Linked DNA regions of Hordeum vulgare: region 1 is linked to region 2. Evidence: chromatin contacts called from public Hi-C data. All regions are on one chromosome and are shown on one strand. The core of a region is the stretch at or near the end of the contact, and the rest is flanking DNA. Distances in the headings are between cores, read along the strand shown.

What was found. A called contact is a pair of places that touch in the nucleus more often than the background predicts.
Region 1: a contact with region 2 is called in a Hi-C map of leaf, with 2.7 times the contacts expected there. The contact joins the promoter of LOC123446164 here to the promoter of LOC123446135 in region 2. A contact is called at or near these places in 1 of 6 Hi-C or Micro-C datasets (leaf) and 1 of 1 datasets of contacts at active chromatin or transcription factors (embryo).

The regions. Positions count from the first base shown.
Region 1 is chr1H:468,955,295-468,957,994 of MorexV3_pseudomolecules_assembly, forward strand. LOC123446164 (solute carrier family 35 member F2-like) reads right to left here and starts at 1,413. Exons shown (of 10, transcript XM_045122845.1): 1 at 1,185-1,413; 2 at 949-1,043; 3 at 805-862; 4 at 528-722; 5 at 70-149. The coding sequence starts at 1,305.
Region 2 is chr1H:468,619,747-468,622,446 of MorexV3_pseudomolecules_assembly, forward strand. It overlaps LOC123446135 (60S acidic ribosomal protein P2B-like), which reads right to left and starts at 1,375. Exons shown (of 4, transcript XM_045122835.1): 1 at 1,280-1,375; 2 at 599-705; 3 at 27-253. The coding sequence starts at 686.

The DNA.
Region 1 (2,700 bases), core at 163-2,662, 340 kb after region 2:
GATACACTTACGAGAATTTTGAGAGAATATTGCTGAATAGTAGGAAGATACATATAATGCATCACAAACCTCTGCAACATTGCTAAATGCAAAACAGACTGTCCCGGCAATAACAAGGGCATCCCCTAGAAGTGGTATTCTACCTGGATCTGCAGAAAATGAAGGTTTTTTTAAGCTGATAAAAGTTGAGAAACGGTTCCAGACTGTAGGGATCATATAGTTAGTTTACATATATATATATATATATATATATATATATATATTTAGGTTTTATTTGGGCGCATCATACAAGTTGTTAGTGCCAGTTTGATATGTTATTCAGCTACCTAAAAAATTAGCATGAATTCAGCAGTAAATTTGGTCTCCTAGACTACTGTACGATCACGATTTTCTTCTGAAGAAAGAGGATATATAAACATGATGCATACCATCAAGAACTTCATCCTGTGCCTACCCAACGCTTGTCACTGAGACTTTAAGTAGCCGGCAATGTAATTTAACTTGTTGGTGTTATAACCCATATATACCTTGCTCATCTGGAGATTTTGCATCTGAAAGGAGCACAAGGCCCAGCCCTGCCACGCAGGTCCCTGCCCCCAGAAATTGCCAGAAAGAATATCTGGTGCCTAGCGCGTACCAGGTGAGTATGATGACCCATACGACGGTCCAGCAATCCAGCAGCGTTACGCTGGTGATGGACGAGTACTGGTACGCCTTGACAACTGAAACACAAGTTTCAGAATCATCACATGCGTACTGCATCTGGTATCTGACCGAAATGCGTATTGCTTGCTTTGTGCTCACCCAGATAGTTCCCCTGGACGTCGACGAAGGCCAGCGCCAAGTACCAGTACCAGGGTATCTGCAGCACGAGAGTGGCGTATAGAGCGAGGTGTGCGAAGCTGAAGGTGCATAAGGCGAGTTCTCATGACTGGATTTCATGCTCACCCGTGGCTTCTGCCGTCGATGCAAGAGGATCGGCACATAAATCAGGGTCAGCAGGAGGTAGGCGAAGAAGGATTGCGTGAGCGGTGCGTTGACCCCTGCATGATACGCACGTAGGTGCGTGCGATGGGTAATTCGTAATTGAGTAGAAAGAAAAGAGGATTCGCAGGTGCTGGTGGGGAAATGATGGGGATCAGGCTGCTGACTACTGAGGAGGCAGTGAGAAGGAGGACGGGTACCGAGATTGGCGAGGAAGGAGGAGGCGAAGCTGGCGGACGCCATGGAGAAGGCGACGAGCTGGCCGAGGAAGAGCACCAGCGGAAGGCGCCATGCGTCCTTGGCCTTGGTCTCCGCGTCCATGGGGCTCTCTCTGTCTGTCTGACTGACCAAGCCTCAGTCAGATTCGCCGAGATGCAGGGGGCAAATTTTATACTGTACGGTTTGCGCAGGGGAAAGGAAAGGAAAGGAAAGGCGGAGCAGATGAGGGGGGGAATGGAAGGTGGACCGGCAGCTGGGCGTCGTGCAAGGTTCGCTGGGCCTCGTGCAGGTGCAGTAAAAACAAACCATGGTTTAGCTGAGGGCAGCATGTGATGTGACCGCGGCATTAATGGTGTTTCACTGCCAAAAAAGAAAGATTGTGTTTTATTGCCCTTGCCCTAAGTTCTTTAAAATTATGTTTTTTTTTTATCTCCCTCGTGCTACCACGCGTCTGGATCCGATCCGATCGGGCATTTTCATATTGTCCTGTTGCAGATATGGGGGTATGGGTATGTGCCCCCTCCATTATCATATTCGCTCTTGCATCCGTCGGAGTAGGACTACTAACTCACGATTCATTGTATTTTTTTTTATCTTGGTTCGGTTCATTGTACTATTTTTTATAGGCCTCGTCTCATGTGCCTGCACTCCATGCAGTCGGTGGTTGCTACACCCTTGCAAATGGACGGACGTGTCCACTTGCGGGGGCGAGGCGGGACTGAAAGGGAGAGAGGATCTGTGATGCAGCCTGTTTGTTGTGTGGTGTGGATTTGTAGCCATGCTGGCACGGTTATAGACCCCATACGAAACCTGTTTTTTGTGTACCGGTTGCCGATGCTCGATACTACTTCAGGCACATCACAGTCACGGATGGCTATCGTGCAGTAAGAGCATCTTTAATGGCTAGTGTATGTGGCAGTCTAAACCAAATATAGACTATCAGAGATTAAAAAACGCCTCCGGCGGCTGGTGTATGAGGTAGTCTAAATTCTACACATTCATCAAATCGCTACCGGTTGTTCACATTTGGACAACCGAGCCATGACCAGCAAACTAGAGTTGTCTGCCACGAGCTCTCTCCCGCTTCCGTTTCTTCAGTTTCGTAGAGAGCAGAGTGACCAGAGAGAGAGAGAGAGAGTGATGGGAGAGCGCGAGCGGCGGCGGCGGATCTGACGCGAGCGGCTGCGTCGTGCGCATGCGCGAGCGAACGTGCGCCAGCGTGTGCTGCGAGCAACCGAGCGGCGGCTGCGTGCGCGAGCGGCGGCGGTTGCGGCTGCGAGTGGCGGCGGTGAGCGCGAGCGAGCGTGCGCCAACGCGTGCTACGAGCAACCGAGCGACGGCGGGCTCTGTATTTGCCGTCGGTTCTGAATTTGCTCCTTTCTGTATCTATATTGCTCGAAATATAGACTATCAAATTTAGACAATCCGTTGGAAAACAGAGGTTGTCTAAATTTTAAAAAATTTAAACCATTGTCTATATGAAGATATAGACTACCA
Region 2 (2,700 bases), core at 125-2,624:
CCATTGCAAGCTAGAGAAACACTTACGTCATCAGATTCTTCCTTCTCTTCAACCTTCTCCTCCTTCTTTGACTCAGCAGCAGGTGCTGCGGCACCACCAGCTGCAGCAGCTGGAGCTCCCACAGCAATGGCACCCCCACCTGAAGGCACAGCGGCAAACTTCTCCCTTCCAGCTGCAATCACTTCTGTGATGTCCTTACCCTTGAGTTCAGCAAGAAGGAACTTAAGTTTTTCTTCATCAGCCTCAGCCCCAACTGTACAAGAGAACAGAAGTCATTATTTAGTGAAATGATACACAGATGGTATAAAATATTTTCATAAAAATTCCCCAGGTAATAAGCCTTTTTTGCTCTCACATTCTATCAAAGTACCAGATGTTTTGAGATGTAAACTTAATCACAACTAGCAGTAGGTTATTGTACAATTTAAACTTATAATGAATTAAAATTCAATGGACCCCACTGAAAAAATTATTGGATTTGTGTTCAGCAACAAAAGTAGACCATGCCAAATATACCAAACCATAAGAAAAGCTGGAAGCACTGTCTAAGTAAAAGCATCTGAACAACTACAACTTGCACCCAACAAAGTAGAATTACCTGATTCCAGGATGTTCTTGATGTCACCGGCAGTCGGGGAAGAGTTCCCACCCAGGTAGGCGAGCAGGTAGGCAGCGATCATCTTCATCGTGTAAACTACGAATTACCTGAAAACAGAAAGAGGCTTCGATATAAAATCAACAAATAGCAATTATCCCTAACTAAGAAATTTCAGATAGATAAACATTGGAGGGTTCAAGTATAGGGGATTATGCACATAAAAATTTCAATTATGCATTTATGCGTGAAAGGAAACTAATCAACATGACTCAACGGTGCATCTTAGATCCGAGACTTGGAAGCCCGAGGTTTCTTCACTAGAGATATTCAAATTTCGATCTTATGATACGCAATAATCCACGCACGAATAGATCCAAATGACCGGGCGTGTTTGTAAATGGGGAAATCCGAGGTCTAATGGGGGTATTCCTGAAATCTGATGCGAAAGGGCAAGCTAGAGACCTAGCAGAGCAGGAATTAAGCAAAAAACTATACAGCACATATCTAAGACGACCAATCAAGAACACATATCTCTAAATCCTACAAATAATTCCCCTACCAAAGAGACGTAGATACTCGCAGAACTACACAGGTTTCCACTAGGTGACAAGATCGTTGCAGGAGGGCGCTTGGCTACCGCAAAATTGACTGCGAAGAGGATGAGATTGGGGCAAAGCCTACCTCGGAGCTGCACAGGAGAAGCGTGGGGTCGGCGGCGGCGGAGGGTCGAGCGTTCTAGGGTTCTAGCCAAATGAGCCGAACCATTTCGCTTTTATATACGGCCAAGCGGGCCGAATCAGAGACCACTCGGCCTCTCGGAAGGCTCTGGATGGACCGGGATAGTCCCCCGAGGTCCAAACACAAGCCCACGGGCCACAATATCGCAGTTTACGGCTCAGAACCGCAGCACCCAATCAGTCCATATACTCCTAGACTCCTAGTAGTGATAAACAGTAAAATCAAAATTCTATTCGCTCAAAAACAAAATCAACGAAAGTACAGTTATCTCTGAAAAAAATCTACTCCTGGCGATGAACATTAAAATCAAAAGAAATATAAAAATAAAGAATTTTTTGGTACGAAAGATCCACAAGTTTTGCAAGTGTATCAAAAAATCCATGTCAATATGACATCATTCATAGGGGCAATGGACAAAAATAAGAGTTTTAAAAAGGGTTCAGGATTTTTTGTTTTGGCGCACTGGTTGTGTATTTTTGTCCCAGCTCCTCCTATGCCACATTGCCATGAAACTTTGTACGCCCATAGAAAACTTGCTCATCTTTAATGTATAACTATATATTTTGAATTCTTTCGCTATTTTATTTCATTTTATTGTTCAACCGGGATAAGACGTAATCATGTCCAGCTATGGATTTTCGGTCGCGAATCCTCCAGTAAATCAGTTATTGCGAACAGTATCCGGTATTCCCTATTTGACACTCTTTTCTTTAAGAAACTCCTATGTGAAACTCATTGCGTCGAACTTTAGGTAAATCCACATACCGCATGATTTGCCTTTGGGAACCTTCTAGAAGGACACTGTCTGGTTTCTTTTTTGTTCCTTTACTTTTTTTAAATGTTCATAATTATAAAAATGTATTTCTGTTCTTTAAAAATGTCCAAAAGACAAAAAAAACATTTTCAGATTTTTTTATTTACAAAAATGTTTCATATTTTCATAAAATATTCATATTTTATAAAATGCTCACAAGTTCAAAAATTGGTGTTTTTAAATGTATTATGAAAAATGTCACAGTTTTTCAAAATGAGCATATTTTTAAAAAATGTTCGCATTCAGAACATTAGTATTTCAAACAAATTTTAAAATTTTAAAATGTTAGCAATAGTAATTTAGTTCTCTATATCGCCATATGCAATGGTAGGCAGGGTATGACTCGATTCCGACTAACGACAGTTTGCCCGCCCCATGGGCCAGGCCACCCAAGACGCTTTCTGTGCTGCACCCTCCTATTTACCGCAAAGAACATCAAAGATCAGGTCCTGCGGTACTCGCCCTTCCCTAATATTCTCTCTGTTTTTTAATTTTTTTTTTAATATTTTACTAAACATTATATAAGGATTAAAATAAATGAATTTACAAT